3 separate regions of the Zea mays genome follow, and regions 1 and 2 are each linked to region 3. A link is a contact called in public Hi-C data. All regions are on one chromosome and are shown on one strand. Each heading gives the region's core, a stretch centred on a gene start, on an enhancer-like site or on the middle of the called end of the contact. The rest is flanking DNA. Distances are from core to core; before and after follow the strand shown.

What was found. Hi-C and Micro-C count contacts between places; a contact is called where the count stands out from the background.
Region 1: a Hi-C map of leaf shows a contact between it and region 3, with 7 times the contacts expected there. The contact joins two enhancer-like sites. A contact is called at or near these places in 2 of 25 Hi-C or Micro-C datasets (ear and leaf).
Region 2: a contact with region 3 is called in a Hi-C map of tassel, with 2.7 times the contacts expected there. The contact joins the promoter of LOC100283945 here to the enhancer-like site in region 3. A contact is called at or near these places in 3 of 25 Hi-C or Micro-C datasets (ear, leaf and tassel).

What each region holds. Positions count from the first base shown.
Region 1 is chr1:107,073,224-107,076,372 of Zm-B73-REFERENCE-NAM-5.0, reverse strand. It overlaps LOC100285209 (lrgB-like family protein), which reads left to right. Exons shown (of 8, transcript NM_001158103.2): 3 at 1-91; 4 at 181-296; 5 at 441-550; 6 at 664-841; 7 at 1,056-1,185; 8 at 1,284-1,774. The coding sequence ends at 1,434. Among protein-coding and RNA genes, the nearest start is that of LOC100285209, 11 kb to the left of the region's middle. Within about 2 kb of position 1,827, at least 6 of the 20 cell types and tissues checked have an H3K27ac peak or open chromatin away from gene starts, as enhancers often do. A contact at or near this core is called in leaf, where this site is marked.
Region 2 is chr1:107,277,127-107,280,094 of Zm-B73-REFERENCE-NAM-5.0, reverse strand. It overlaps LOC100283945 (choline-phosphate cytidylyltransferase B), which reads left to right and starts at 1,479. Exons shown (of 8, transcript NM_001156843.2): 1 at 1,479-1,819; 2 at 2,146-2,259. The coding sequence starts at 1,632.
Region 3 is chr1:106,418,499-106,421,704 of Zm-B73-REFERENCE-NAM-5.0, reverse strand. It overlaps LOC103644840 (putative pentatricopeptide repeat-containing protein), which reads left to right. Exons shown (of 4, transcript XM_020542082.1): 2 at 1,851-3,206. Among protein-coding and RNA genes, the nearest start is that of LOC103644840, 7.4 kb to the left of the region's middle. Within about 2 kb of position 1,919, at least 17 of the 20 cell types and tissues checked have an H3K27ac peak or open chromatin away from gene starts, as enhancers often do. A contact at or near this core is called in ear, leaf and tassel, where this site is marked.

The DNA of each region.
Region 1 (3,149 bases), core at 578-3,077, 650 kb before region 3:
GTTTCAATCCCAGAGCTCTTGGTACCACAGCAAGAACATGCCTTCCCTTTCTGCTCGCTGCCACTGTGCTGGGATACATGGTTGGTTCTGGGTAAATATGCTTATATAAACTCGGATCAGTAGGATTCAAAATATGTAGACAGTTTGTTCAATTTTGTCTGACGATTTGGCATTTTTCAGGTTACCATCTGGTGTCAAGAAAGTGTTACATCCAATCATCACCTGCGCACTTTCTGCAGATTTGGCGGCAGTAGCGTATGGGTACCTCTCCGGGTCTGGACTTGACGCTGTGCTAGGTTCATAAGCTATAAACCCTAATATATAGTCCTATCACAATTTTTTTTTAGTTTCAGAAGAGTTGCCTTCAAAGCATTAGCGCTGGATTGACATAAGAACATACCCATGATATTACTGTGCTCTCAGAAAAAGTGGTTGTCCAGGTGATTACCTCACAAAGGCGCCCTCTAATCCTGGAGCTGGTGACGTACTAATGGGTTTCCTTGGGTCTGTGATCATATCATTTGCATTCTCAATGTTCAAACAGAGAAAGGTACTACTGCACATGGTTATCTTGTGACATCATTTCGGTTAAGCTCTGCTCCGCTGCAAGTGCCTTTTATGTGATCTGTCAACTTGTCCATGCTCTTGAACCCCTGATTTCAGCTTGTAAAGAGGCACGCAGCAGAGATTTTCACATCAATTGCCATTGCGTCGACATTCTCTCTGTACTCAACCGCTGTCATAGGGCGCCTGATTGGGCTGGAGCCATCGTTAACCATATCCATATTGCCAAGGTGTATAACTGTGGCGCTGGCTTTGAGCATAGTATCTTTCTTTGAAGGTAAATCTTGGCAGTCCATCCTCCTGTGAATTTGATTGTGTTCATGATATCCATAGCTTGTATTCACGGGCAAGTTAACCATAGGTCAATTACCTGACTTAAAACATGTAGTGATTATCCCAATTCCAATCCTTAGCAGTTAATTCTTTCTGCTATGTGTCTCTGCAGTAATTGGCTGAGGAGCACTGATGGCTCATGGTTTCTTGTGGTTCAGGTGTAAACTCTTCCCTAACCGCTGCCGTGGTTGTCGTTACCGGGCTCATTGGCGCGAATTTCGTGCAAGTAGCTATGGATAAACTTGGTCTCAACGACCCCATCGCCAGAGGAATAGGGACAGCTTCCAGGTAATTTTCTGGATACAATGCCGTTCTGCATCGTTTGGTAATCCTTCGTTTGTGAGCATGTGTCTGAATGTAATCTTGCTTGGCTGATGATGGTGTAGTGCTCATGGACTGGGGACAGCAGCACTGTCAGCCAAGGAACCTGAAGCGCTTCCTTTCTGCGCCATCGCTTATGGTCTCACGGGAATTTTTGGCTCCTTGGTTTGCTCGGTTCCAGTAGTGAGGCAAAGCTTGGTATTCATAGCTGGTTAGGAGCAGCTCGTGATGATCTGAATTTGAGGATCTGATTCTTTAGATAAAGGAAATCGTTTCATGTGTAAAAGAAGTCGTGCTCAGAAGACGAGGAAGCAAAACGCCCCCACGTTTTGGGTCAGGATGAAGAAAGGTGAATAATTCCGTAATCAGGATGTAACTAAAACACTAGAGCAAGGCGGATCCATTGTTTGTTTGATACTTTGTGATATCACCTTTCTCCCTTCACTGACACGAGAGATATAAAGTACTTGTAGGTTTCATAAATTCGACAATTTGTTTAGACAAATTACGGTTTGTAGTTGGAGAAGAAAAAATCATTCCAGATCTAGTTGCGGAGCAAAAGCATTTGCTAGTGGACGGATTGCCTGCTGGAGATGGAATGATGAGGTTGACACTTCGCCACACGGGCCACCGCTGATGTCGTGTAGTTAAGGCTGGTTCTAGCTGATGTCGTTTAGTTAAGAGCCTCTTTGGGTACAATGTTCTCAAAACCTTGGTTCTACAATGCTATATTTTGTCAGCTCCAAAAATACCATGATTTTGAGAAACATTTTTAAATGCAACATTTTAAATCGTAATATTAGGCAAAAGCTAACCATACCATGAAAACTTTGAGGTTAAAGTGGAGTTTTTAATACTCCAAAAATATCATGATATCTAGAATAACACGGTATTAAAAACATAGTTTTCAAGAATACAATTAAACACCTTATGACATATTCACTGCGTCTCAGTATACAAGAATATGCTATATCATCTAAGAGACAATGGTATTATACAATGTTTGTCTATTTGTATTGTCTGCAAACTAATTAATTCACATCTCTTATTGAATCCACAACATTGTCGACTCCGTCCTACAGCATTGAATCCACAGCATTGATAGCTGGTTAGGAGCAGCTCGTGATGATCTGAATTTGAGGATTTGATTCTTTAGAGAAAAGAAGCCGTTTCCTGTGCAAAAGGAGTCATGCTCAGAAGACTAAGAAGCAAAATGGCCAACGTTTTGGGTCAGGATCTATTATGTATAAAAGCTTGAAAAACGCTGAATAATCCCTTAATCAGGATGTAATGTAACTAAAATACTTTTTTTTGTCAAAATATATACTAATACTAGAGTAAAGTGGATCCATTGTTTGTTTGATAGTTTGTGATATCATAATATAATTCGTTTTAGATTAAATATACATTCATTAATCAACCTATAAATATAGGTTTTATGTATATATTTATTATCATTTATTCGAATGTAGATAGAAAATAAGATATAAAAATAACTATATTTTAGAATCGAGAGAGTAGTATGTTTAATAAATTTGACAATTGTTTAGACAAACTACGGTAAGCAGTTTGGAGAAAAAAATTAATCCAAATCTGGTTGCGGAGCAAGCGCACTTGTTAGTGGACGGATCGCTTGCTGGAAATGGAATGATGAGGTTGACACTTCAGCCACACGGGCCACCGCCCACCGGTGATGTCGTGTAGTGAACAAATGCGACAGATAGGGTAGTTAAATCTCGATCAAAATACTTTTTTCATAAAATGTTAGAGGTTTAAATATTTTTTAGTTAAAAAATAATAGAAATATAGTCCAATTCTAATTTGATCTGATCCTTAAATCTTATTGCGAATATAAAGTTGACTTTTCCTTTATGATTCGGGTTGATTATAAGTGCTTGTCAACGGGTAGCATCTCAAGTCGAATCATGGAT
Region 2 (2,968 bases), core at 230-2,729, 860 kb before region 3:
CCAAATTTTGTTGGTATTTAAATTCTTTGACCGATTTACATTTTAAATTCAAACAAAACAGTTTCTCGGATTTCTCGATTTAGAAGACGCTGGGTTTTACCGGTTTTCGTTATTTTTTTAATCTATTTCGCTGTTTTTTAATATTTTTCAAGTTTCGTGAATTTCAAATGAATTTCAAAAAACTGGCTAAAAAATTGTTACTGGTCTGGTCCGATAAGAAGAAACCGTTTTTTTATCCCTGTCGTGCAGGTCCCAAGCCCTCGCGCGCAGGGGAGAATCCACAAAACAACACTGGTTTGAGAAGACGTTTAGAAAATAGTATCCATTTTCAAGCATTTCATAGAATAGCACCGGTTTCACCAAATTATTTCAGAAAATAACACCCTATCTATATTTTGCATTTTTTATTGCTTACACCACATATAGATAGACCAAATTATCCCTATTCATTTCACATCCTATTTTTATCTCTTATGTCCATAAAAACATAAACTGATAAAACATATAAGCTCTATTTTTATGGACTAATTCCATGTATGCCATCAAAATGTATTTTCATCCCTTGTGTGCCATGGGTGGCATATAAGATTTTTTTGTGTGTGTGACATGTGGGACCAGTGACACATAAGAGATGAAAATAATTCCCGATGGCATACATGGAATTACCCTTATTTTTATAGTGTTAAACATACAAATAGGCACATATTTTTTTATGAAGGAAAAAGTTTAGATTTAACCGTTGAATTTCAAACCTAAATATTTTCAACATCAAGCTACTAAAATTTAGACATACTTGGTTCATCGAATGGTCTTCAAATGTACTTTCTCTGTTCCTTTTTATTTGACGTGGTTGTTTTTTTCAAAAACTTCAATCATTTGTCTTATTAAAAAAATATGTTGTATAAAAACTACTCCCTCCATCCCAGAATATAGTTTTGAAGTTTAATTGTTAAATCTAAACTTTATCCTTACAAAATATTTGTGTTTATTTGTATGTTTAATATTATTCTTAATAATATAAAATAGTGTTCATATATTTGTACGCATTTATGTTGTTCTTATGGACTGAATAGATAAAAAATAAGGCTGGGAAATGATAGGGGCAATTTGGTCCAGTTTTTGTGAGCTGAGAAATAAAAGAATGAAAAAATATAGATGAAATGCTGTTTCTAAATTTATTTGATGAAACTGATGCTGTTTTTAAAATTGCTTGAAAACGAGTGATATTTTATTTAGTACTAGTTTGGAACCATATTTTTCCAAGTGATTTCTATTTTTTTATAGAAAATTAATTTATTTTTTCTTGGGAAAATGAAAATTCTTAGAAAAAAATGTGGTTAGCCTAGCCTTAGATTGTTTCAAAGTAGCGATGTTTTGTGGATTCCCAGCACATGGGCGGTTGACACGGACACCGTGGAGTGGACACGGTCCCGCCGCTCCCCGCCTTCAACCCCGCGCCCCCACCAGGTGGATGGATCGAGTTCCGCAGCGATCCGCGCCTTTTTATTGGCGAGCCTGCACGCGGCCTTGCCCTCCCAGGAAGGGAGGCCGAACTGAGCAGTTCGACCAGGCAGCCATCCACCTCCAACCCCCCTTCGCCTGCGCAAATCGTTACCATCCCAGCGAGAAAGATGGCGCGCGTCTCCAATGCCAAGAAGCGGCAGGGCGCCAAGCCCGCCTCCGCGCTCAGCAGCACCGACACCAGCACCGCCGCAAAGAGGAAGGCCGAGGACGACCGCCCCGTGCGCGTCTACGCCGACGGCATCTTCGATCTCTTCCACTTCGGCCACGCCCGCGCCCTCGAGCAGGCCAAGATGCTGTACGGTCCCTTCTCTTCTACCCCTCCCCCTCACTTTCTTCATGTCAGATCGGCCCCAATGACACATCGATTTGATATCCATCCATCGATATCGATGCCTCGGACTCAAGAGTCTCAGATTAGATCAGATCTGCACGACGCCGGCCGCGGCGCGCTTGCCGCTCCCTCAGGCTCGTCTTGCGCGTGCCCGCCAAACCCACGCCGCCCCGCCGGAGTTGACATCTCAACAACCTCCATCACCTTGATCTGGATGCGCTTGATTCCATGCGTGCCAGTGCCATCCGTTTCGTTTTGATTCTGACGTGTCGTTTTGCGACACCTCGCAGGTTCCCCAACACCTATCTTCTCGTCGGATGCTGCAACGACGAGCTAACCTACCGCTACAAGGGCAAGACCGTCATGACCCAGGAAGAGCGATACGAATCCCTGCGGCACTGCAAGTTAGTAAATATATATATACACTCTTTTGTTTGTTACTAGTGCTAGCTACTAATTCAGATTCAGAAAAGCAAAGCATCTCTCATTTTCCCCTTATTATTCATCGTTACAGTATGATGCACAGTCTAGTATTAACATGTTCGGTCATTTCTAACTAGCATGCCCAATTTGTCAGTAGGGACCTCCTTCTGTTGTGTCCTCTGTTCTTAAGGCGTCGCCTAGGCGTCAGGGCGGTGGTCTAACGTCTAGGCGCCTTGCCCGCCTACCTCGCCTAGGCGTCCAGGCGGTGCTCCAACGCCTTGGACCGCCTTACCGCTTTAAAAACCATTGTTGTGTCTGTGTGATATGTGCGTGCGCGCTTGAATTTGCGAGCATTCTGTATTCATAAAATTGTGCCTGCTTTGCTGCCAAAATTGTACAAAGATGCATCATATTATACTATCTGTATAACAAGATCCAACAGCACAACAAGTCTAGTTGTATTTTCCCTTTTCGTGTGTGAGGCGTTTTGCTTCATGACTCAGAGCAGACCTCTCCTGCAGCTTAGGTTTCTCATTCTTTTCATATCCTCTAAATTGAGGATACTGTATAATTACATGCTGCGAATGGAGGTCGAGCAAATTATGCTCTCAGCTGGAGCAGCTACTCGATTCTCTTTCATGCTAACATATACCTTCACTATTTAGTTATTTAAGCCTCCATTCAGCAGAC
Region 3 (3,206 bases), core at 670-3,169:
TTAAATATACAAGAAATCAAAGCTCCCACATGAGACATGATTTATTTTAGTGGTCTTAATCATTTGTTTTTCTCATATGTGATTATTACCATGTGATGATGAGTACGAGGAAATACATAGGTTGAGATGTACTCTTTTATTTTTATTTATTTATTATTTTTTTTACAAATTGGGTGTTACACGGAGCCACTATGTCGGATAACCGAGGCGAAGGCACTGATGCGAATCTGTGTCCGACCGACGCAACAACAGTCTGGCTTGGCACGCGGATGAATCATGGTCCTTGAGTCTGGGCGTGTGCCGGTGCAGCTCGCACTACGACCCAACACCCTATGTGTTTGCGAGGTTGTTTTGCTTGGTGGTTATAATTACAGAGAGTTATGGAGGTAGAAGATGACTATGCCTACTGAGATGCCTTATCTTTTTCTTAGGGGTGGTTCTTCTGCCTTATGCAGATGGGAGAGCTAAGTCCCACGCACCACGTCCCACATCCGTTGCCAACCCAAACCAACTTCGTCCCATGTGGAAGTCGACGAGTCCTTAGGAGCACATCGTGCCCTATGTATGCACAAGATTCGGTCCACGCGCCTTGACGCCCATGTAACCACGGTTCCGCCTATGTCTGGTCGTATCCGACTTATAACTTGTGATGCCTAGCCACCCGACCCAACAAGGTCTCTCGAGCGACCCACGGATCATAGTCGAGTTATGGCCACCCAAGGATATCCACCCCCCATAATATAGATTTCTAAAAATAACACATCAGTAAAACCACTTTCAAAACCGTCTCAAGGGATTATTTAGCATTTTCAATAGTTTGAGGGTAGAATACACAGTTTTATGGGACAATTGCATGGTTGACCTTGCTCACGATTTTAAATCCATTTTATCCATATTTTTCGAACTTTGCACCATTGCCCCCTTTTGAAACAAAAACCTTTGTTTGCCCCTATTTCGTTGTAAGCATTATCTAAAAAAATACGTTCGTACCATTGCACCATTGCCCCTTTTATTATCAATTGTTTGTAAATTTGCCCACACTTTGATATAAAAGTTTAGAGTATAAGTATGACATAATTTTGACCTTAAATTTAATTTTTTATTTCAATACTTCGAATTTAATGAAAACACTTATCATCAACTGATTGCTAATTTGCACCCCACGTTGATATAAAAGTTTAGAGTATAAGTATGACATAAGTCCGACCATAAATTTGAACACCAATTATTTCAAGTTCAAAATTTCAATTACTTCGAATTTAATGAAAAAAAATTAAATTTAACATTACATTTAATTTTGTTAAATTATAATGTTAAATTTAATTTTTTATTAAATTCGAAGTATTTGAAATTTTGAATTTGAAGTAATTGATTTTCAAATTTATGATCGATTTAGTCATACTTACTTATACTCTAAACTTCTATTGTAATTAAAATATTAATAAAAAATCGTTAAAATGTAATGTTAAATTTAATTTGTTTTCAATAAATTTGATGTTTTTAAAACTTTGAATTTGGAAAAAAAATGGATTTTCAAATTTATAGTCGGATTTATGTCTTACTTATACTAACTTTTATATCAAAGCGAGAGCAAATTTGCAAAAAAGTTGATAATAAAAGGGGCAAATGGCAACATCGTTATGTGTTTATAACAGAATCAGGTGTTTCGTTTAAAAAAAGAAGCACAATGGTGCAAAATTCGAAAATTAGGGATAAAAATATAGTTAGAATCGTGAGAAGAGACGATCATGCAATTGTCTTTAGTTTTATAGTGAGTGACTGAAGTAGACCATGAGTCCACCACCAATAAGTTGATGGTGCTAATATAATTTTCTTTTCCATTTGTATAGGACGTGGAAGTGGGCTCAGGCTGGGCCCGTGGGCCGCACGTTCATGGGCTACCTGCAGGCTGCAGCTGAAGCAGCGTGCCCACACGCCGCCGCCGTGCGGCAGCCAACCGGCGGCGATTGAGCGCCGCACCGTTGCTTGTGTTCCCTACTTCCCTCCCGCGCGTCGTCTGGGCTTGCAATGCTTGCGACGACGCCTCGGTACCCGCTCACTTGCTTCCATGCTCCACGGCACGCGCAGGAGGACGGCGCCGCTCGCAGCCGCTTTCTTCGCTTCCAAGCCCCAGCCTCAGCCTCCGCCGCAGCTGCCAACGCCGCAGATAGTCGAAGCCGCCGTCGCTCGCTGCCCCTCAGACGGCATCGCGCTCTCCTTCTTCCTGTGGTGTGCCCGCCGCCCCGGCTATTTCCACCCGCCTTCCTCCTTCGACCGCCTCCTCCCCGCCGCCTCCCGCCTCGCCTCTCGCCTCGGCACTGCCAACAAGCTTATCCGCGAGCTCCAGGCCCTCGGCGTCCACGTCAAGCCCCAGACTTTCCTGCTCCTGCTCAGGCTCTACTGGCGCGGGGGGCTCTACCCTATCGTACTCGATCTGTTCTATCAAATGCGCCTTTGGGGATTCCAACCCAATGCCTTCGCCTGCAATGTCGTCCTCGACGTCCAGCTCAGGACAGGCCATCTCGACGCAGCGCGACACACGTTGCAGTACTACCCGGCACCCAATTACCTCACCTACGCCATTGTGCTCACCCATCTCTGCAGGGCTGGGGGCTGGTCAGGAGCCCGGAGTTGTTTTATTGAAATGCTACAGCTGGGGTTTGTCCCAAGTGCAGCTTCTCTCACTGCGGTTTTTGCCTGCTGCAGTAAGGCTGGAACTATGTCTGAGCTTCTGCAGCTGTTTTCTTTCGCGCTTGTTTCGGGTTGCAATCTCACCTCAGCCATGTGGACATGTTTGATCGCTCGTCTGTGCCGTGAGGGGCGACTAGAGGAGGCTTGTAATATGCTTGCAAAGATGGCGGATTCTGGTTCTTCTCCTTCAGTGGTCACCTACACTCCACTTGTCAGGGGATTGTTGCGAGCTGGTAGGCATGAAAAGGCCAGCGAGCTTTTGGGGTCAATGATGTCCGCTAGTTGCAGACCAGACATTGTTTTGTATAATGTTCTGATGGACAGCATGCTAAAGGAGAGAAGATACAATGAGGCACTAAATATTTACATGCATATTCTTGGCAGTCAGATAAAGCCAGATGCATACACTTTATCTACTTTAGCTCAGGTATTGCAGTTTTCACAGAATATGGGCCTTCTTCACAGCTTGATTTTAAGCTCCGATATCTCTCTTGATCTTGTGGCCTGCAATTCTG